Linked DNA regions of Mus musculus: regions 1, 2, 3, 4 and 5 are each linked to region 6. The links are chromatin contacts, called in public promoter capture Hi-C maps. All regions are on one chromosome and are shown on one strand. The core of a region is the stretch at or near the end of the contact, and the rest is flanking DNA. Distances in the headings are between cores, read along the strand shown.

What was found. Promoter capture Hi-C pulls out the DNA fragments that hold promoters and counts their contacts.
Region 1: a promoter capture Hi-C map of hippocampal neurons shows a contact between it and region 6, with 9 times the contacts expected there. The contact joins the enhancer-like site here to the promoter of Zdhhc21 in region 6. A contact is called at or near these places in 9 of 39 promoter capture datasets (the 3T3-L1 cell line, 3T3-L1-derived adipocytes, cranial neural crest and 6 more) and 1 of 9 other capture datasets (adipose tissue).
Region 2: a contact with region 6 is called in a promoter capture Hi-C map of hippocampal neurons, with 7 times the contacts expected there. The contact joins the enhancer-like site here to the promoter of Zdhhc21 in region 6. A contact is called at or near these places in 6 of 39 promoter capture datasets (3T3-L1-derived adipocytes, cranial neural crest, frontonasal cranial neural crest and 3 more), 1 of 115 datasets of contacts at active chromatin or transcription factors (astrocytes) and 2 of 9 other capture datasets (adipose tissue and liver).
Region 3: a promoter capture Hi-C map of hippocampal neurons shows a contact between it and region 6, with 11 times the contacts expected there. The contact joins the enhancer-like site here to the promoter of Zdhhc21 in region 6. A contact is called at or near these places in 6 of 39 promoter capture datasets (the 3T3-L1 cell line, cranial neural crest, hippocampal neurons and 2 more), 1 of 115 datasets of contacts at active chromatin or transcription factors (astrocytes) and 1 of 9 other capture datasets (adipose tissue).
Region 4: a promoter capture Hi-C map of hippocampal neurons shows a contact between it and region 6, with 12 times the contacts expected there. The contact joins the enhancer-like site here to the promoter of Zdhhc21 in region 6. A contact is called at or near these places in 6 of 39 promoter capture datasets (the 3T3-L1 cell line, cranial neural crest, embryonic stem cells and 2 more), 1 of 115 datasets of contacts at active chromatin or transcription factors (astrocytes) and 1 of 9 other capture datasets (adipose tissue).
Region 5: a promoter capture Hi-C map of hippocampal neurons shows a contact between it and region 6, with 10 times the contacts expected there. The contact joins the enhancer-like site here to the promoter of Zdhhc21 in region 6. A contact is called at or near these places in 9 of 39 promoter capture datasets (the 3T3-L1 cell line, cranial neural crest, embryonic stem cells and 5 more), 2 of 115 datasets of contacts at active chromatin or transcription factors (astrocytes and embryonic forebrain) and 1 of 9 other capture datasets (adipose tissue).

Annotation. Positions count from the first base shown.
Region 1 is chr4:81,538,945-81,542,473 of GRCm38.p6, forward strand. No RefSeq gene overlaps it. Among named protein-coding and RNA genes, the nearest start is that of Mpdz, 98 kb to the left of the region's middle. Within about 2 kb of position 1,702, at least 7 of the 459 cell types and tissues checked have an H3K27ac peak or open chromatin away from gene starts, as enhancers often do. A contact at or near this core is called in hippocampal neurons, where this site is marked.
Region 2 is chr4:81,361,652-81,365,479 of GRCm38.p6, forward strand. Mpdz (multiple PDZ domain crumbs cell polarity complex component) reads right to left here. Exons shown (of 47, transcript NM_010820.3): 14 at 2,343-2,489; 15 at 1,375-1,539. Among named protein-coding and RNA genes, the nearest start is that of Gm25803, 25 kb to the left of the region's middle. Within about 2 kb of position 2,035, at least 3 of the 459 cell types and tissues checked have an H3K27ac peak or open chromatin away from gene starts, as enhancers often do. A contact at or near this core is called in hippocampal neurons, where this site is marked.
Region 3 is chr4:81,250,629-81,254,281 of GRCm38.p6, forward strand. No RefSeq gene overlaps it. Among named protein-coding and RNA genes, the nearest start is that of Gm25803, 86 kb to the right of the region's middle. Within about 2 kb of position 1,868, at least 17 of the 459 cell types and tissues checked have an H3K27ac peak or open chromatin away from gene starts, as enhancers often do. A contact at or near this core is called in adipose tissue, hippocampal neurons and liver, where this site is marked.
Region 4 is chr4:80,862,759-80,866,564 of GRCm38.p6, forward strand. No RefSeq gene overlaps it. Among named protein-coding and RNA genes, the nearest start is that of Tyrp1, 30 kb to the left of the region's middle. Within about 2 kb of position 2,068, at least 95 of the 459 cell types and tissues checked have an H3K27ac peak or open chromatin away from gene starts, as enhancers often do. A contact at or near this core is called in hippocampal neurons, where this site is marked.
Region 5 is chr4:81,499,705-81,503,635 of GRCm38.p6, forward strand. No RefSeq gene overlaps it. Among named protein-coding and RNA genes, the nearest start is that of Mpdz, 59 kb to the left of the region's middle. Within about 2 kb of position 2,322, at least 7 of the 459 cell types and tissues checked have an H3K27ac peak or open chromatin away from gene starts, as enhancers often do.
Region 6 is chr4:82,858,102-82,861,664 of GRCm38.p6, forward strand. Zdhhc21 (zinc finger, DHHC domain containing 21) reads right to left here and starts at 1,572. Exons shown (of 9, transcript NM_026647.4): 1 at 1,389-1,572.

The DNA.
Region 1 (3,529 bases), core at 452-2,951, 1.3 Mb before region 6:
TTCCTCTCTCCCCTCTCTCCACGTGGTTCTGGCCAGCCTATCTACTATCTCCTTCTCTCTGCCTTTCTCTGCCTCTACTACTCTCAACTCCCCTCCCCACGTCCTAAATACACTCTATTCTATACTATACCATTATGTGTCTGGTCCCTCAGGGGGAAGGGATGCCTCAGCATGGGCCCACTGCGGCACCCCCTCCCCCCACACCCTGCCAGAACATATTCTTTTGGCTCTTTCTCTTTTTATGATCACAACACTCAAAAATATCCTGATTCAGGAAGTTCCAGGCCAGACAGGGATAAATTGTAAGACCTTGTCTCACAAAAAAATAAAATCATCAAAGAAATCCTGATAGTAAGCAATTTCTAGGAGGAAGCAACAATTTAGCATTTTTACTTCTTTAAATCCTGCCTAGATTTTAATGAACATTTTTCTTTTTACTTTAAATAACCAAGCAATAGTGCGGAAAGGAAAATTTCATTTGAGAAGTTTGCATAGTCAATGAACTAGTCATTATCAAGGATGCTGATAGTTTTGAACATGGATTTCTATGACAAGGTGATTGTGGATAGTCATAGATTTAGGCAGTGCTTCTGATAACCGTTTCCCTGTAGTTTTATGACTACAGGAGCAGAGTATGGAAGACCTGCAGATTGGAGGCATTTCAGATAGTTTGTGTGCTGAAATAGAGAACACGATATTCTCCTAACAGCTGTACAAAATTTCTTTTCACATGAAAGAAAAAACCTTTGGGGGAGGATTGCCGATATGCCTGTTTGGATAGAGTTGTTATTCTAAATTCTAAATTACCAAATGGGAAAGACCATCTGCTCTGCGTGAATCAGAGGAAGACTTGGTGGTGGTAGAGGCAAACATGAATAAAAGGCACAAGAGCTGGTGAGAGCTGTGATAAAGGCCCCTTTCAGAACCCTCAAAGTCTTGGGTCACATTTTCTCTCCCTTTAGAAAAGTCACACATTTCTTTATCAGGAAAATAAATCTCCCATGCTTCGTGGACCTTTGGCTTCAAACAAAAGTCTTTGGCTTTAATTCAAAGACGCGATGACCCTGACTCAAGAACTATGAAAAATTGGTCTCTGATAATATCTCTTCTGTGATAAAGACAATGTGATTTTTACTTTGTCTTTTAACAAATCAAATTAATAAGGTGGCCAAAATCCTTATTTGAAACTACTCATGCCAGACATATTAGCTTCTTCCTGTATCCCAGGTATCTTGAAAGTTTTCTGGGTATTAATTTGTCTTTGTATAGCTTTTCTCTCCTTGAATCATTTTATGGATACTGTTTCAATTCTTTTGAGCATTTTTAAGTCAGCTTCTAGATGTTTCTTGGTAGGTGTTTCAAGACTCCCTGTTGTAACTAATTTGCCACATTATTGCTTCATCACAAGAAGACACATATTTCTTTGTAAGACTTGCGCAGTCTGAGCAGTCTGAGGGATCTTCCATGTGAGTGCAGATGCTTCTTGCTCTGGAAACACACTGATGTACGACCCTTAATACTTTGCCTTTTCTTTGGCTCTATCACATTATTTAACAGATATTTATTCAATAGAACTACTGAGTGCATTTGAAATTTATGTGTCTTAATCTGTTTTCTGTTGCTCATATCACAATACCACAGACTTGGTAAAGTATAAAGAAAATGGATTTCTTTTAGCTCATACTTCTGATTCAATGTTGGGAGTACCCATCTGGTGATGATCTTCTTGCAGCTAGAGTTCCCAGCTGGCACAGGGCTCCACATGGAGCAGGAAGCCTAAGAGAAACATAGCCAAACTGGAATTGATAGCAGACCTGCTCTTGAGATAATATGTTAATCCCTTGAATGATGAGCTAGTCAGGAGGGCAGAGCTCTAAAGGCATCTCAGAGGTTCTACCTTGCCCCATCTCTTCATATTTCATAATGAGGATTAAATTTCAGTGTGAATTTTAGAAGGGAAAATCACATTCAAACTGTAGCATTATTTATGAACCTTACTAAAAAATTAAAGCTAATCTTTTAAATACATTCTTGTTAAACAGAACTATAAGGCTAAGCTTGTCTTCAATGGCTACAGACACATTTTAAGCAATCAATGAAGAAATACATCTTTTGTGTAAGTATCCCACACATAATAACTCACTCAGTTGTATAAATAACTGTAAAGATAAATATTACCATTATCCTATGGATGTGGCACCAGAGGAATAAAAACAGTCATCAATTGCTGGATTTTATGGAAGCCATAAGTAGGAAGGAAGGCACAAATTTTATTCTTCAGACTTATTGGTTCAGAGTTTGAGTAGTAACACTAGATACAAACAGATTAATCATTGAAAGTAAACCCTAAAGAAAAAGTAATAGAGTTTCATTCTCTTCTACTTCTAATGAAGCTAGAGCTTTCTTGGTCATGTTCATTGTTTCTGCAAGTATGAAGACTGTAACAGAGAGACACCGTCATGTAACCATGGTGATGTACATGACTTGTGAATGAGGAGATAGTACTTAAATGTCCAGATCATCAATATACTTTGAATATATAAGTAAACCTCATTTCAGATGCAGAGGAACACTGTAGATGATCTCAGAACATTCATTTCTTTAGTTCCTCTGATATGGAAGATTGAGTCCATATATAACAGTATATGGACATATAAAAATTCTTGTAAATGTGTTGAACTTCTCAACTTGAATTCAAATGATATTCTCTATATTCCACTTGAATAGTCTGTTTTTACTTAATTTCATAAATGGTTTACATTTTAATAGAAAACAATCCTGCAAATTGCTCTAACTAGGGCGCTTGGTGAAATGGCATCATATTTTCCAATTTTCTCATTTTGTAAGTTAAAAGTGGGGCTTCCAGCTGTGTGTGGATACTTTAGAACTGCACAACAGGAAAACTTTATAAGGCATTGCAGTTTGCTCGTAGAATGAAGATAGCTATTCAGTTTATTATTATTTGGTACCAAAAGTATATAAACTAACTAAACAACTATCTCATCATTCAGGATAACATCAGAGACCTAGTGTTAGAAATTATATTTTTTGTTACATAGAAATTTTGTTCTGTTTGCAGTTCTTCTAATTATCTACCATATCTGTTAGAATTCAGAAATGCACTTGCATGCTAAGGCAACAGTGTCAGTAGGACATGCAATAGAGGTAGAATAGATGTCGATAGAAGCTTAACTGAAAAGGGCATGCCACGTCATAATCTCTGACAAAATAAAATATGACAGTTATAAACATGACTTCTGTTGGGTCAGCCCTGCCATAGCTAAGCTTTGTTGTTGAGGGGCCATTTCACGCTTTTTTTTTTTTTTTTTTTTTTTTTTTTTTTGCTTGGGGAGTGGTAATGATCATCTTTAGTTATTTTTATTAATTTGTAAATAAATATTCTACTGCTTCTTAGGATAGATATTTTTCCTTAAAATTCATCATAGGTCCCATGCCTATAAAATGCTCAGTGAGTGTGTGTTCACTTTGAAAGATTTAAAAAACTTGGTTGATGAAGATTAACCCCTCT
Region 2 (3,828 bases), core at 785-3,284, 1.5 Mb before region 6:
CTTATTTAGTGGTTATGTATCTACTACACAGCTTATGTGTGACTTTCAAATCTTGTGTACATTTGAAGCATCTCTACATGAAAAATAAAAAGAAGTGTGGTATTGTGATTAACTAAAAACAAAGCATATAACCTAAGATGAATTCAAGAAAAAGTTGGTGTGTGTAAAGCTTTGTATTATATGCAAAGGTCTCTACAGTGCATAAAATTATATAGATTAAGTAGGGATAATGTTAACTTCTCTCTCAGAACAAAACATATGACAACAACAACAAACCTAAGAACAAAAGAAAGTGAAACAGGTTAAGCCAACCCCACTTATCTGCATGAGCATGTCAAATCTAAGAAAGGTGTGTTTGTCTAGTCTGTGTGCTGCCTTTGCTTTCATATTCTATTGCACTGCCCAGAGCCATGGACGCAAACCTCCTCCTCTGCTCTCCTGTGACCACCCCTCTCACTCCAAACGAACATATTCAGGCAGGCCATTGCGCAGCCTTAGACTGGCACAGTTTGGAATCATGTTTCTTGTTCTTTCCTGTTATGATCACCCACGTGAATGATAAACTCTGTACTTTACCCTTTAAGTTACAAAATTATTCCATTGTATTGATTCCTTCAGCATAAGGTAAAAGAAATCCCTGCTTCACAATATCTGACCAGGGGTCTATGTTGCAGCACCTTCCAAAAAGATGATTAGCTCTGTTCTTGGATATTGTGATTCAAACAGATAAGAATAAGCATATAAAAAATACACACCATAGAGTATTATTTGATGTGAATTGTGAGTTAACTTATGATCTACACTAAAATGTACAAATGAATTAAAACCCAAACAAACACTAAAACACATCTTTCTATATTTTAACTATTAAATGGTTAACTACAAACCAGAGGTGGCAGGGTGGGTAAATAAAGATATGCTTTTCCGTCTGTATACGACTTGCATACTTCTGCCAATTGGGGTTGAGCTAGTTAATGGAGGCACTCCAAATACACATGGTGCGTGGTACCTCATGTCAAGTGCAAGGCATGCAGTTGGGAGGACCTACTGTCAAGTTCACAGTGTGCAGTGTTATCTGTTGTAACTGTTTTCACCTACAGAGAGACTGTCCATGAGATGGGCAGCATCCTAACCTACATTTTACAGAAGACAAAAACAACAACTGAGGTTTAGAAAGGAGAGGTGCTTTGTTCAGGGTAAGCATCAATTCTGACTGAACTCAAGCCCAAGCTGTTTGGGTTCTAGATCTATAAGCATAGACTCTTAAAAAAAATCAAGTCTTGCAGAAAATAAAAATACCTTAACATTCTAACAGTGTTAAGCATCAAATTAGCCTTCCTTCTGTGAGTTCAAGATCATTTATGTCCAGCCTACCTTTTCTGTGAGTTCAAGATCATTTATGTCCAGGCTATCCATTTCTGATAGGGCAATGGGTGGCACAGTCCGACGGCAGCATACCATTGTCACATCTATAGGCAACTCTTTTAAAATATTGACCACATCTTGATGGTTTTCCCCAAGCAAATTTATACCATTCACCTGCAGAAAGGCAGGTCCGCACAAAATAAGTTTTAAACTACAAAGGTCTGTGTGTGAGGGAGCACCATTTTCCCACAACATACATTTCTTTATGGTAGTGGCTGTGGCTCTGCCTTGCCGAGACCTGCAGTTAGACCTGTGCAAGCACTTCCAAACAGGACCTGAACTTGAGCTCAGAGTCTCGCTGTACCTAGAGCTTCTCAAGTACCATGGTAAAACCCTCAGCTTCTCTCTAGGTTTCATCTGTGAATGTAGGGTAGGGAGAGAGAATACAAATATTCCTAGTAGATGCAGGAGAGAAGGCTACAAAGAATTAGCATTTAATGATTTTACTAAGAAAGACTAGAAATGGCATATATAGTATGGTAAAATGTTTTTAAAACTGGGAACATTTTTTTTCTCTGCATTTAAAAAAACATTGACAGATTGCAGAGAAACAAATACCAGTAGATAGCTACTGAGCGACAAGAATTGAGTGAGTGGGGACAGACAGGATGCGTTTTGCTGTTTGTCGTTATTCTCTATGGAAGCATATGAAGGTGTCGACTATTCTAAGAACTGAATATATACTTGAAAAATAGTCATGGAAGTTTCATAGTCTCTGAAGGCTAAAACAGCATAAAACACAACAGAACAAAAACCACCAAAAGAGAACACGGGGAACTGGATCTGCAAGTTGGAATACACACACAGCTTTGGCATCTCTGCTTTGGACTGACTTTATGATATATTCATCACTATTAATTCTCCAGCAGCCTTTCCCAACTTGCATCAGTAGAAAGAAGGAAATCAGAATTTCTTACTTCCAAGAGCTCATCTCCACTGAAGAGCTTCCCGCTGTGTCCCACAGGGCCTTCTGGTAGCACAGACCGGATGAAGTGGTGGCCCACAGTTGCCTCCAGACTTATTCCCAGCCCACTATTCTCACTAAACTTGCTCACATGAGCCACCTGAAATGAGAAAAATTGTCACAACTCTAACATTTTTCTGTTTTTTTTTTCTAGTCATATAAATATTAAGTTCATCCAAAAAAAAGTCAAAAAACTTTTTTAAAAGTCTTATTGTAGTGCTACCAGTGAAAGATACTTATGTCAAATGGCTTCAAAGACCAAGAGTAAAGGGATATGTCTAGCCTCAAGCACCTGAGAGCATTCTCCGAAAAAATTCCTATAGACCTGAGCACAGCTAACAGCCTGGAGACTGCATACCTGGGACTTGCTGCTATGCACACCATGGGGTGCCATGTGTCATTTCCCACAAATAATAACTTTACCAAACAAGACCTCTCACATCTTAAGGTGGTGGGTGAAAGGTCAGTATGAGAGTGAAGTCACCAGACTCTGAGCTGTGATGCTGAGAAGCATTCTTCTCAACCCTGAAAACCCAAATAGAGCTCAATTACTCTAAGAAAAGGCCAGGCTCCCACTGAAGTCGCCAGCTATCTCTGCTCCACACCCCCTCTATAATTCTATTAATGCTGCCAAGTACACAGTAGGCAAGGAGAAGGCGGGACTACACCCATTTACCAGAGCACAGATCACAAATGATGTGGTCCTGTCGTGCAGCACGCTTCTGCTCTTAGGAGAGGACAGGAAATATGCAGACAACAGGTACACAAGGGGCCTTTCGGGTTCAGGATTGGTTCTGATATAGATGAAATGGCTTGTGGAGGGCCCACCTCTCATTCAATTACCCCCTAAACAGCAAATGATGCTGTCCATACCAGTCACATTAATCCCACCCATGAAGTCAGTGCTAAATGAAGTGCTCTTCAACTGTTCCTACTGTATTCCTCTCCAACTTAAGAGTTAAGATGCTCCTGGCTGTACTTACTCATTTCTGATTTGATGTTAATTACCTTGAGTTTTTACAAACAAGTACTGCTATGAAAATGAAGTGCAACATTGACAACACTACTTAGCAGTGAAAGTCAGAGATACCTGTAATATATATCATCTATTTTCTTTTACCTCTTCTAACCTAGAGGCATAAAGGAATTATTATAAATATGAAAAATTATACTGAATGTAGTGTTTTACTTTTGCTTTTGATTTTCCTGACATTTCAATGACGTGAGTCAACTTTGCTACCTTTTATAATAGCAAATAAATAACCAACACTGCCATAAGTGATATGAAAGCCAGGCAGAATCACTGTATCACAAAAGCAAAATGAATAGGAATGACAAAGGCAATGCTGGGTGGAGCATGGTGCACACCTGTATGTGCAGCACTAGGGAAAGGAAAGTAGAGGGGTCAGGAATGCGTGGTCCTTTGTCTATGCAGAGAA
Region 3 (3,653 bases), core at 618-3,117, 1.6 Mb before region 6:
GAGTAATAGTCGATTTACACATTAAGAGAAAAAGCTAAGCTGAGCCAGGAGCCCTAAGCTTAAAAGGGGACTTCAGCAAAGCCTTCCAGGAAGTTGCCCGGGGCTACGTATACACCCTGCATGCTTTTAATCCCTTACTGAAAGACAGAGCACTAAGATCATGGGGCTACCAAAGAAAAATTGGGAGAAAACAAAGAAGGATTTTGTAAAAATGCATTACTTTTGCTAGAAATTGAAGGCACTGTTTGACACAGTACAGTATTAGCTGTCATCTCTGCTTAAAACCCACTTAATGTAAAGTGTCAGGAAGCACTTCTGTGAAGAGGGGAGACTTTAACAAAAACTAAGAAGGTACCAGGAGTGTTAATAATACTGGATGTTTATTAATTTAGTGAACCTTGGCTCTTATCACACAGGGATAACATGCCTTAGTTTTCAGAATTTACCATGTTCAATGGATACAAATTGCCATTAAACAGAATGAAGACTATTTTGGTGATCCTAAGGGCCTAAGACTAGAGTATAGTTTTATGTGCATGTTCTCTATAAGGAAAAAAAATGTTTTTCAAATCATACTCTTCTACAGCAAGAAAACTTAGTAGGCTCATATGTCTGTAGAAGCGTAACTCTAAGTGTCCCAAGCCAAAGATGCCAGATAAGCTTATTTCTGTTTGTTCCAGAGATGAAACTTACCAAGAGGAGGCTGAAGGTCAGCGAAGGAGGAGAACAACGGCTTCTTTAAATCCTCTCCACTAAAGCCCTGAAGCGACACTCAAGCCGACTTCACCTTAAGTCAGGAAAAAATCCACCAAATCTCTCATCCTATCAGAATGAAAGCTCTATTGAGAGGGTGGGAAAAGAAAACCATAAAATGTGCTTTCAAAGTAATTTAAAAATTCTGTGAAGTAGTAGTAATATTAATAAAACGTCTGGCTTCTGAGCATTGGCACTTAGTGTGGATATTCTTTTAGTTTTCTTATATGGAATATTTTGTTTGGAATACAATTAGCTACATTTTAAAATTGTCTTTAAAACTGTCCCATTTTAAATTAGATTTTCATAAAGAAGGTATTTGTAAAAAATTAGCTAATTTGGTCTTTTCTGAAAGAAAGAAAGAAAGAAAGAAAGAAGGGAGGGAGGGAGGGAGGGAGGGAGGGAGGGAGGAAGGAAGGAAGGAAGGAAGGAAGGAAGGAAGGAAGGAAGGAAGGAAGGAAGGAAGGAAGGAAGGAAGGAAGGAAGGAAGGAAGGACAAACCTTGTAAGCCTGTGGCTCTATCCTTTTTTTTCTCCAGAGCAAAAAACAAAGTTCCACAAAAGCAGAAACAATGTAATCTGTAAAATACATACTTGCTTTCTGCTTCTGTACAAGTCCCTGGGGAACTGTAAAGGCCTGGTACTTTAGAAATAAGATTGGAGACCCTTTCTGCAGAGACCATTTAACCAGTCATGAGGTGGGGACCAGGCAAGGGCAAGTGGTGAGGGGCTCAGTGTCCAGAGGACTGTTGCAAAACAAAAGTAGCAGGGCTCTCCTGCCCTCTAGTGGTTCGACCTCAGAAGTGCAACTTCCTCAGTGGATTTGTTTTAGTTTCTCTCCCGGGTTTACTTTAGAGAATTTCAAGTACATTTAATTAAAGACAACTTTATGCCGGTATCCTCGGGGACCGTAGAGATATGGCTTGTCCTTCAGGAATTTTGATTATTCAAATTCAATAATTTATGTTATTGAGTAAGAACTTGCTAAATATCATTGGCACTATGACGATAATGCTAAAATCTCACCTCCCTCCTTGGCACATTCTAAACACCCCTATTTTGCCCAATTGCCTGCATCTCTTCCTTTTGTCCACCTGGAAAGGTAGAAAAGGAAGAGAAACTCTGCCTAATGGGGTCACTGTTGCACTGTATATGTGCAAACTATCACTGGCTGAGGCTGACAGTCCCCAGGGAGCCAAATATTTTAATGTGGGTGTAATAGCTTCTTGTCTATCATTTTTATTTACTGTAGATAATTCTAACTTTTCTGTTTCTAATGTTTCCTTTGAAACATACATTATGAGCTCACCCATATAAATAAACACATTAATGGTGGCCAGCACTAGCCTCAAGTTCACCCATTTTTATTTTTATGTTTTTGCTGTCCATTCAGTCAGAGCATTGCTTTCTAGTGCCACACGCTTTAAGTGATGAGAGTGCACGCATGCTGTGTAAGCTGTCCAAACCTTAAATCAGTGCAGAACCTGATACTGCAATCACTATGACACAGATATTGAACCAAGTGTGTGTTAGCATATCAATACTAAACACAACAGTCATCAAAATACCTCTTTGGCTTAGTCTCTTTTATTTTCCCTCTAAGTGTCTCAATACTATCATGTGGCAATATTCTATGGGAACTTGCCTCACACTGCTATGGGCACAGCCACTAGAGCAACTCTGAGTCATACACACAATCGCTGGGAAAGCTGCTCACCTGCGGAGACCTGCCCTGTGAAGACAGTAGAAGTTGAGCAATCTCAGGATCCTCCTGGTGGAAATGTATACACTGATGGCTGGAAGCTGGGCGGGTCTAATGTCTGGATTGTGGAGAGTGCAGCTAAGCACATGCTAATGACAGCCCCAGCTGCTCTTCATTCATCCTGGTCACCCCAGCTTCCAATGTGCACCCTTAATGCTTGGCTGCTAATTCCCTTGACTTAGAACAGGGTGAGGTCATATTAAATTATTTAATCCTTTAGAAAAACCTACTTCCAAACACTTGAGTTAAATAAAAAATCACTTGCTAGAAAACAGTTTTCAATGGTAGCTTTTACAATATATTGTTGACAATTTAAAAAACTCAACTCATTTATAAAAGTAGGGAACTAAATTATTTCTTATTTTGTTGTTGTTGTTGTTGTTGACAGTGTTTTGTCGTGCAGCCCAGGCTCACCTCAAATTCGTGATCCTCCTTACTCAGCCTCCTTAGTGTTGGGATAGCAGGTCAGGTGCCACAGTGTTCCGCCTGACTGTTTAATCTTATTGACAGTGAAGAATGTTCAGACATGACAATCATTTAGCTTGGAATATTAGCATATTCACATTATAGTGCATGGCCAGTGTTTAGTGAAATTTGACAATAAAGATGGCAGAGAATCAGAATAAAACAACCACAAAAACAAACACACACACACACACACACACACGCACGCACACACGCACGCACGCACACACACATGCACGCACGCACGCGTACACACACACACACACACACACACACACACACACACACGTGCAAAGATGTACACCGTGAGAACAGCCAGTTAGACACAGGGACCATCAAAGGACTGGTTTGTACTCTCATTTTGACTTTTCAGCATCACCTGGACTACTTGTTGCAACTTAGCAAGTAGCCATTGCTGATCTATCTATCATTTTCCTCTCCGGTCCTCACTCTGTATCCTCATTGCCCACCACACTGGCAGTTTCCTCCATGCCGCTCACATGAAAGGCTGGAGCCAAAGAGGTGGGTTTCCAGAAACATAGTGCTATGAACTTTAATCCCTTCAGATATTTTTTATCAAAGATATTCGGAAAATTATATTTACCATTCAATGAAGAGTTATTATGATATGTTACTGTGTTTGGTATTTTGATGTTCCTCAAAAAACCCACATC
Region 4 (3,806 bases), core at 818-3,317, 2.0 Mb before region 6:
ATGTGCAACATAGGACAGAAGTTTATTCTCAATTTCCCTTTTGTTGTATACACACACACATACACACACAATTGTTAGGTTTGTAATATGAGGAAGAAAAGAAGGGACACTGAATAAAACTTACTGTGCCTTCTGAGAGAAATCAGAACAGTTTTTGTTTCAATTAAATAAATTGTGTTTGGAGGTATATTCTGGACCCCTTTTGTTATTTAGATTTCAAGCCAGAAGCTTATGATACGTCATCAAATGTACTACCATGCTGTTGTTTCTTTCTTACCCTCAGATTTGGCCCGATTTTGTCAATAAATCTGCTGAAAATTGAATAGAAATCTCCCACAAGATGGCCCCTTTGAGCACATTTCACAATTTTGATTATGGGCAACAAGCGACTCTGGCTGAAATGAACAACGTTCGCAGCTGCCGCTCTTTTTCTGGCTTAAAAATGCTCACGTGATCATTGAAAACAGAAGAAACAGCTTCTATGTTGATGGAAGAGACATTTGTAATTAATAATCCCCCCATACTGCTAACATTCCCAGCTAAACAATAATAGCAAGCATGTGTCCCCGTTTCTTGTATAATTACGCTCCTTCATCATGGTCATCAGGCTCTTCCGGGCGCACAATGAAAGGTGGGTGCTACAGCATCCAAGTACATCCACAGACAATAGATGAGCCTGACCGACTAAAGACACTGATGGTTGTGACCAAGCTGAAAGGGCTAGGCGGGCGTGGGAATCAGACCCACTTGGCCTATGCTAAGCATACAGATATTGAAAGGAATGGTTAATTTGGTAGACAAATATCTAAAGCTTTCAAAGAAAAACTGACCTATGATCCATGTTTAGCTTTCTTAAGAAAATTCCAGTGTGTGGAACGTTTGCAAGAATATAATGCACCCTCAAAAATGTTATAGGTAGGTTTAACTGGTACTACATTTTGCACATATGTTTTCGCTATTACTATTCGTGTGTGTGTGTGTGTGTGTGTGTGTGTGTGTGTGTGTGTGTGGTGTGTTTCCTGAGCAAGAATAGAAGTAAGTAGATGATATTTGGGCCCTTTATTCCTGTTTCAGTTGTGTCACCCCTGTGAATGTTTTTTCAGGAAAGTTCTCTTACTATACATAATGAAATGGAAAGGAAATTTGACAGAAATAGAACACTCCTTTCTAATGTGTAGTTCAAAACTTTCCCAGTTCTAGTAGTGACCTTTAGAATGTTTTTTATAAACAAACAAACAAGCAGCTTTTAAGAAGAAAAATAAAATCATGTAGAAATGCCAACATCTTAGTCCTAACTGTCTCAGACTCCCTCACCACATCGATCAGGCTGGCCTGGAACTCCGCCCGCCTTTGCTCCCTGAGTGCCAAAGTTAAAGGCGTGCCCCACTGGCTTGCCGGTCCTCTAGTAGTTCATAACTTCTCTAAGCGACCGTTTTCTTATATTTAAAATAAGGACAGCTCTACAAAACAAAAATAAATTTGTAAACACTCAAAGTAAGAATGTATGTTGTGTATCTGTAGTGATGGTGTATGGGCTTTAATGTAAAAGAACTTAATAAACTTCAAGAGGTTCTACGAAGTTCAGTGATAACTACATTTTTTAAACAATCATCTGTAAATATATATATATATATATATATATATATATATATATATATATATATATATATATGTATGCTGCAAAGTTTGATCTCTAGGTTTGCCATAGCTTGTAGCACGCTGATTTCCAACTGAATGCTCTCCTCCCAGTGCCATCGAGGGCATGTCACAGCTAATTATCTGTCATCACGCCCTGTTGCATAGGCGGTACCTTGCCTGCTGCTGCTGGGACCTCTCGCTGTCTGTTGATTCATTTGCATTACCTCCTGAGAGCCTCTGCTGTGTGTGGAGCACACAAAGCAGAGCCCAGGGGCTAACTGGCAGGCCCGTCAGAACCGCGGAACGCTTCTCAGTCCCCTCCTCATTACTTAGTGAGTAATGTGGGGATGTTCTCTGCTTCACGCGCTCTGGCAAAGTAAACGGTCATCTGCTGCTTCAGCTGCTTCCCAGCGTCTGGGGTGCAGCACTACAACGCAGGAGGAACTGCGCTTGCACTTATGCAAATCATGATGGAGCGCCTGGGTTTGGCAGCATTCCTTCCAGAAGCCTCCTTTGCGCGCTGCACCGGCTGCCTGTTTGGTGCTTCCAGGGTTTTGAGAGGCAACCTCAGAATAGATCTTGCCCAGCTCAATGTATTTCTATGTTCCTGGACTAAGGAAAACATTCAGCTCTTCCCTACGTCCATACTGAAACCACAATGTTTCAATTTCATCTCTAAAATACACGTTTGAGACCGAGTCGGCTTATGCATATCTGTCTTTTTAAATTAAGGAGATGTACTTCCTTAACTGATACTCCGGGTTAGATTTAAAATATATGAAAGCATTCTAACAGATCATCTACACATAGCACACGTACCAAATTGTTGGAGTGTATGTGTATGTGAATTTATATGACGTATATGTATATGTATACGTATGTGTGTATGTGTGTATATATATACATGTTATGATATGTATGTGTATATGTATATATAAGTATGATATATGTATATATGTGTGTGTGCACGTGTGTATGTATATATTAACATTTTGTCCTAATAATTTTATTATCACTATACATAGTTTTAAAGCAGTAAAGTGAATTTTATTCAGGTATTTCTTTTTTTCTCCAATTTTTTATTAGGTATTTTCTTCACTTACATTTCAAATGCTATCTCAAAAGTCCCCTATACCCTCCCCTCACCCTGCTCCCCTACCCACCCACTCACACTTCTTGGCCCTGGTGTTCCCCTGTACTGGGGTATATAAAGTTTGCAAGACCAAGGGGCCTCTTTGGAGCTGAGACGAAAGGATGGACCATCCAGAGACTGCCACACCTGGGGATCCATCCCATAATCAACCACCAAACGCAGACACTATTGCATACACCAGCAAGATTTTGCTGAAGGGACCCTGATATAGCTATCTCTTGTGAGGCTATGCCAGTGCCTGGCAAACACAGAAGTGGATGCTCACAGTCAGGTATTAGATGGAACACAGGGCCCCCAATGGAAGAGCTAGAGAAAGCACCCAAGGAGCTGAAGGGGTCTGCAATTCTATAGGAAGGACAACAATATGAACTATTCAGGTATTTCTTTAGCACCTTTCAGCTACTTTAATCCCAGCAAAGACAGGTCGGAAAGTGACAAAGATTCACTTCATCTTTGTACGAAATCTTAGTTCACTAACGGGTGGGAATTTTTGGTTTTCTTTCTTTTTTCTCTGCATTAGTCTATGCTTTTTAGGACAGAGTATTTCTGTAAAAAAAATAAATAAATTCATAGTCAGCTTAGAGAACAAGAGAATGGCAAAGATGCATGGCAAAAATTAATAATAAAATTGAAAACTGAGCCAGGAAACTTGTAAAGTCGTTGGAAAAGCTCTGTGCTTAGGGCCGCTTTCCTCTAGATGTCAGTGTAGTCCTAGACTTTACAGCCCCTAGCTGTACTGAACCGAAGGGCACAGGAAAATGTTTATTGCAGGCCCGTGCTATGTATGTAATTGAATGGTTTTTCTTTTGACAACTGAACCAGATTTGCAACTATGGATGTTCGTGTGAAGATGACATAATAGATTTTGTTCTAGAAGAACAAAACATGGCTAACACATCTTACACACACTGTTTTCTGCAACGTTGTAGGCATTTCCCAACCCTGGCATTCACTGTGGCATGCATAACTGAAGGATGTCATATGCTGAGATGTTAGTATTTTAAAAGCTCAATAA
Region 5 (3,931 bases), core at 1,072-3,571, 1.4 Mb before region 6:
GATGCTCCTTACAAATCCCACACTGTAGATCCCACAGTGGAGGCAAAACAATGATAAAGGCTTACTTCTGTCAACTGAATGACATAACTTGGAGTTTTTTTAGAGCAACATTCATACATTAAGTCTGGTGCATACTAGTTGACAAAGGCCAGTTTAGTAGATAGTTCAAACTTTAGGCTTGTAGTAAAATAGACCACCAACTGATACACTTTGAACACAGTGGTTAGAACCGTTCATTTAGTATTAATTCATTTTGTCAGCATGCCTTAGGTTGTTGTTGGAAGAAAGGTAGAAGGATTGGTGGAAATTCACTATTTGGAGAGGGAAGCCATGACTGAGCCTCGTATCTCAGATTCTAAATGCTCCAAATTTCAACCCTTGAAATAATTATGACCTGTTTTGTTTCTGAGATCTTTATAGTTCTTTATGTTTGATACAGGGAATAATTTCATAACTATATTTCTTTCTCCTTCTACAGCCCTCCAATATTGACTCCATGAAGGCAAGAGCCAGAGTGATAATCTGAAAGTAACCAGTTCATTTCTATAACTGTCTCACCATTAACTTCATTAAACTCTGCTGGCTTACTTTTTTCTTTCTCATATATTTCTGCTCTAATATTCTATGTGCTTTACATGAGGCTTTGGGGACACAGCAAAGAGGCATAGAAATAAATCAAAATGTATAAACATAAATAAAGTATGTTTCTAGAACAGAATCATATCCTGCCAAAAATTTAAATAGCTAAGTATATTCTAAACCCTAGAGTTTACTATAAGATGTGAGAGAAAAATACTACCCTGTCCACTTAAATGGAGAATAAACAACACTAATATTCCATCATCATACTATGTTTTTATGTTGTATAGCAGCATAATCCTCAAATTTGAGTTGCAGGTATGCTGCAATGGTGGAAGTCATTGGGTAATTTTATATATATATATATTTTTTTTCCAGTTAGTCTGAAACTTATAATTCATTTCATAATTTACAGCAAGAACACAGGTAAAGCTAATAAAGATGCTGGATGGTAAATGGAAATCACTTGTTGGTATGCAGGAAGTAGACATGAATATTTTATATTAAGCCTCAAGTCAAGGAAGTAATGATTAATTGGAACAGGGTTTCAAGGTATCTAAGGTTATAAAAGCAAAGACTATTTTTTTACTAGAAAGAAGTCTCTTTCCTAATGCAGAAGATGGCTTTCTTGTGGACTGGGAGAACCATTTGAACAGGGAAGATGAAGGAAGGCTGGAGATGGGTGGGGGAGGAGGAGGAAGAGGAGGAGGAAGAGAAAGAAGAGGAAAAAGAAGAGGAGGAAGAGGAAGAAGAAGAGGAGGAAGAAGAAGAAGAGGAGGAAGAAGAGGAAGAAGAAGAAGAAGAAGAAGAAGAAGAAGAAGAAGAAGAAGAAGAAGAAGAAGAAGAAGAAGAAGAAGAAGAAGAAGAAGACGACACTGAGGTTAGGGAAAATTGGCTTACTGAGGCCATTTCAGAATCATGGATTTGCTATTTGATTTTGGACTGGGGATATTTTGGCAAAACATAGTAAAGCTGAGACAGGAAATTAGTCTCCGTTTATAAAGTATTTGGATGATTTTGTAAATGGGAGAGATACCATTAAAATAGAGGGAAAATTCCTTTCATTTTAATAAGGAAATGAATACTAAGAATGATGGATAAGTAAGGTCTTAAAATTCAATCTTTGTTCAATTTACGACTGCATTGACACACTGTATAATTGATTGATAGGAATTTTCATTCCAAAGTAGGATTTATATGTTGCTCCAATCCCAGTCTATTATGTAATCGATTTTTATTTTTGTCTTCATTTTAAAATTTTCCTGAAAATATTTTTAACCCAGTCTATACAGATTTCTTCAGGAAAGATAAAACTTAGAAAAATATCCATAAGCATTCAAATTAATTTTTGCAACACAGAGAAAATGAATATTATTTATGAAGATTTGAGAATTTCATCTTAGTATATCTTCACTTGTATATCACCATATAGATGTGGTGCTGTGAAATACAGATAAAAAGCTAGTAACTGCTACTTAGATTTAGTTATCAAAAGGTTCACAGAGAAACACATTATTTTAAGTCTGTGTTTGGCTTAAAATGTGCTTATCCTTTCGACATCCGGATAGGTTTAGTCATTACAATTTGTCATCTCAGAGACACAAGTAGTCATTTGATTTGGAAGCCATGCTTTTCCCAAATGACCAAGAGAAACTTTTTGCTTTGTAAATGAGAAAGTGGAGTTTGCTCTAATGAAGTGACTGAGACACAGTTACTCACCGAGTCTGTGGCAGAGTTAAGTTAGTGTCCATCTGTCTGTTTCCATTTCACAATCTCATCTCAACTCTACGGTAATTACTTTTTAAATGCTCATGTGTCCACAACGTGAAAATTAACCTTGAGGTGGTTGTAACCAGACACTGGATCTGGAACTTGACTTTTCTCTTCTTAGTTATGCAACCCAGGGAAGAATTGCTCTAGTTTTCTACGTTTCATCTCTTCTTAAAGTTATGAGAGCTATACAAGAAAACGTACAAAAGATGCCTGCAAAATTTAAATTTTAAACAAATGGTAGTTTTTGTTATTAAAATCCCAACTGTAATTGCCACACATGAATGCTACATTTTCAATTGAGTCACCATTTTTTTTTTGTGACATTTTATTAACAGAAGCGAGGTGTCAAAAGTCAAGCCACACAATGTGTGTGTGTTTGCTATTGTATGTTGCTAATTATGTACAGGCTTACCATGAACATGTTTGCTCAAACTGTTTTGCTTTGCTTTCAGTCTTAAGCCTTTCTGCAGTTTGAAAGAGCACTTATAAATTAATTGTAAGGTTTTCATTGTTATCTAATTTTGGCTGGATTTAATTTCATGATCTGGCCAGAAATGTCGTCAGAGAACTGGGAAAAGCGCATAATTGTCTTACATCCTTCCAAAGGGACTCAAGCTGTATAGTTACATTTACCTTCAATAGATACCTCATAGCTGATTATGTAAAATATAATTTAAGCTATTATTATTGAAAGAATAATGTTTAAGGCGATAGTAGTTTGACTTGTTTCCTAGATTGTTTAATTTCATAGTGGATTTTAGAAAACACCCATGCAATTGACAACCTCCATACGTGTGGCATGACCCTCTTCTCAGGGCAACAAGATCAGATAGCGATTCATCTGTGTGGCACGTAGCACAAAGCTCATGCCTTAGTTTTTGTTGTTTCGTGGTCTGAGGGATTCGCAAAATCAACTGAAGGGATAAACCAGTAGATTCATAGCAGAATGTTGCATTTTTAAGAATCTGAAGATGTCGTGAAGACCATGCCAAGGGAAAATGATGATATTTCTAGACCCATTAATCTTAAACCTTTCCTGTTAACTTCAAGTCCAAGGACTTTAGCTAATACATTTTGTATTGATAGGCACTGCAAATTGTTTTCATATGTGTGCTGTGGCCAGTGTCTGTCCTTGGGCAGTGCTGGAATGTTAGCAGTAAATGAGAAGAAGCTTCTATTTTTTTCCTGTGTTTTGAGACTAACTGATCATCCTGAGAATTAAAAGAAAAAAATTTTTAAAGATTTTTTAGGTATTTTTTTATTGTGGTTGTTTCTTTGCACCACACCTCTAAGACTCAGCTAGTTGAGTCTCTGGAATCAAAGTTATTACCATCCTGACAAGAAACATGCTGACATGAGCAACAGTAAGCAAGGAGCAACTCTAAGTGTGACAGTCACCTCCACCATCTGAAACAGCGGAGCTTTTTGTCCACCCTCTTCACTCAACCGCTACCTCTAGAATGGAGAAACTAGATGAACTCTGAGCCCTCCTGGGACTCATAGTCTTTGAGCTGGTTTACCATCACATAACTGTTCAAGCATTTCAACAAAGGCTTCTTGAATGAACATGCAGGTGTTT
Region 6 (3,563 bases), core at 322-2,821:
AAGTAAACAAAGCTTGCTTAGACATCAATTTCTCTTAAACATGTACACTGTGTTTATTCTAGCTACAGCTCCTTAAGTATTAACAGAGCTCTCCATAGTTTGAAGACATCTAATATAATTCTGCTGTTTTACAGTCAAATTGAATTCTGGAGGTCTTTCTTTTGTTTTTTTTTTTTTGTTTTGTTTTTTTTTTTTTTTTTTTTTTTTTTGGTCATGAGGTAAATGTTCACCGTGGATCCTCCTCACCATGTCAAAAGGGTGTTAAGTTAAAAGCAGACATTTCCCAGACAGACATGAGAAAGCTTGAAAGATCACCGCTTAGAAAAACGTAGCCTGGCTACCTAGTTGTATAGATGAGAAAATAACACTGGATCCCTGGCCTACCCATGACCCCATAGCTGGATAGTACAGAAACCAAAAGCGAATCTGGCTTTTCTGTCTTCAACTCCAAACTGTATCTGGTTTTTTTTTTTTCCCCCAAATGATTTCATACCACTTCTCCTCTTCAAAAGCCTTACTACTGAGAGGGCACAACTAAGGTGGCAACAGGGTACCCTCTGAACTTTATCCGTGGATCTCAAGCTCTGGAAGAACTTAATGAGATACTGCACCAAACCCTTTCATCTAGGAATGGCACACACTAAGCAGTCATCAAATGGTAACGGCTATCATTATCTTTTACCACAAAGTAGGGAGTGAATTTGGGGTCGGGGGGGGGAGGGTGAGGGGTATGCATATTAGCAGTGGGTGGAGGACCCATTGGACAAGTCTTTTAAACTTACACTTAATTACCCTTATTTGCCCTTATTTTGGGCTGAAACTTTACACTGATTTATGACCCACCCACAATGACCTTGATTTTTACCCAGCCCCTCCTGTACTTTTATGAACTGCTATATTGCAGTATTTTCAAGTAATGACCGGCCAGGTCCTCTTAGCCCTGGAGATACAAACATCTTCCACTGACTCATACGGTATCTTAAAATGTGACCCAAATACATCTCGAGAAAAGACCATAAATTTTAAACGACCAGCGCAGGTTACGTTCAGCGAGTGATTACAGGGAATGGTAACAAGTGCAAAGTGCTGCCATGCGGAAAGCCATTTTCTCAAAACAGCCGGTGCGGCCGGCCGAGGGAGAGGAGGGAGAAGGTCAATGGAGGTGCACGGTTTTCTCCCAGAGGGTCCTCTGCAGCTCCGCACCAGCGACCTCGAAATGAATGAAACGCTCGGTCACGCCGACAGCCCGGGCCCCGGGGGTGCAGGGACGCCAGAGTCCCGGGGAGAACTCGGCGGATTTCTCTCCCCACCCCAGCCCATTCAGGGCCGCGGTCTCCGGGAGGGATGCTGCATGGCAGGTGCGGGACCGCCCGCCGGCCCACACTCACCGCCGCCCGCTCCGCCGCTTTCCACTCGGCTCCGCGCCTCCGCCGCCCAGGCCGGGCCGCAGTCCCCTTCCGCTTCCGGGAGCCGAGGCGCCGGGACCGGCCGAGTGGGTGTCGGCATGCCCGCGCGCCCGCGCGGAGGCACGGCCGCCGTCGCCCTCTCCGCTTCGCGCCCCGGAGCTGCGATGGGAGCCGCCGAGGGCCGAAAGACCTGAAAGCGCTCGCAGCCCAGCGCTGCGCCCGGCCTACCTTCGTCTAACCTACCTGTGCCTCCCCGCCCTGCATCCCGGCCCTGCCCAGGCGGCCGCACACGCGTGTCCCCACACCCTCCCTGCCTAGGACCAGCCTCAGCCTTAAGCAGTGCTCGCTTCCTCCTTCTGTCGGGGAACAGGCCTCTCTCCCCAGTGACAGCTATGGATTTTCCAATGTTACCTTGCTTCAAAATTTAGTCTGCAACATTGACATCTTCTGGGATTCTGGAGAGAATGCAGTCTCAGGCCTGCTCATTCCGTACCTGAATTTTAATTCAGGATCTGGAGGTGACACCTATCAGTGCACCCCAAAGCAGCAGTGTTCATCTTTAGGGCCTTCAGACCCTCTTTTGGGATACCCCAGCCATTGGAGGTTTTTCCAATTCTTGTTGGCAACCTAAATCCGCATTCAAATCATTTTTAAATGCATTTCAGATAATCTCTATAAATTGTCAGCGCTCCAATCAGTGACACCTAGGAAAAAAAATTAATGAACGCAACAGCTCAAATAACCCATCTCCCAATCTAAGCTGTTATCCTCACAAACGCCTGAGATACAATAATATAATATAAATATAATAATATAATATAATATGTTATATTATATATAATATAATAATATAGCTTTTTGCACGTCACTCCTAAATAGTGCCGTGGAAAAGTTTATACTGTATGGAGATAGCTGGTTATGCCTACATGTCCCAGAAGAAGATCATGTGTGGATGGGAGAGGAATTCCCTGCTGTAGGAAGTCTGTACTTCTTGTTGAATGGTATTGAGAGCCTTCCAGAACAAACTGTTCCCGGTGGTACCTGTTACTCAGGTCCTGGGACGACAGCTGTACTAACTCTAAAGTTACCTTCAACTAGCTTGTTCCATTTCCTGACAAATCCCCTTAATTTCATTCCCCTTAAAAAAAAAAAATCTTCTACTTCCCCACTGATAGGGGCAGGATAGGAAGACAAAGAAAACAAGGGAGTGTGGGAAAGGGGGAGGCCTCTCACGCGGAGACCTAGCTTTCCTCCTGGCTGTGTGTCAAGAAACATCAACACAACCACTAAAGCCAAGGCTGTCTCCAAGATAGTGCTCATTCTTCCCTCTACATCTCAAACAACAGTGTCACAGTCACTGTGGCAGCTACTCAGGGCCAGGGTGATTGCAGCCTTGACTTTAACCCTGTTAGCAGTACTCTCTCAACTCTAAATCTAAACAGAAGCCTCATAAAACCACCTGACAATCTTCTTTACAAAAGGGGCGTTCTTTAAGATAAGAGAAATAAGTAAATCATGACTTTCCTTTATTTTTAAACTGTTCTTAGTTCTTAAGCTTTGTAAATTACATCTTTTGAGCAAGTTAACTTAGCTGCAGAATTATATGTGTATGTATACATATATACATATACACATATATGCACATATATGTATATATTGCATATGTGATATATATACCATAAAGACTCCCAGCATAACTGCTCGCTCTTGCTCTTTCTCTCTCTCTCTCTCTCTCTCTCTCTCTCTCTCTCTCTCTCTCTCTCACACACACACACACACACACACACACACACACACAAAGTCACGTCTCAGATGTGTACTATTGTCCTTTCCTCAAGACAGACTGGCTTCCTCTCTTGTGCTTGTGTGTGTGTGTATGTGTGTGTCCTCTGTCCCACAGTCTTACCTGTACTTGGGCTTAAATCTGAAGTTTGTGTTGTCCCTTATCGCTACTTAATAAATTCACTTTGCTCTGACTCATCCTTAGGTTCTTTTCTGAATATATTTCAAGATCTAGCTTTACCTTCCTGAAGATATGAATGACAATGTTGGGTCACATTTCAAACTCAAGACCATCCTCCTGTCTCAGGCTCCCTAGTGGTGAGATTACAAGAGTGTGGCTCTGTGTCTACCTTTTGGACATGATGCTCTCAGTGG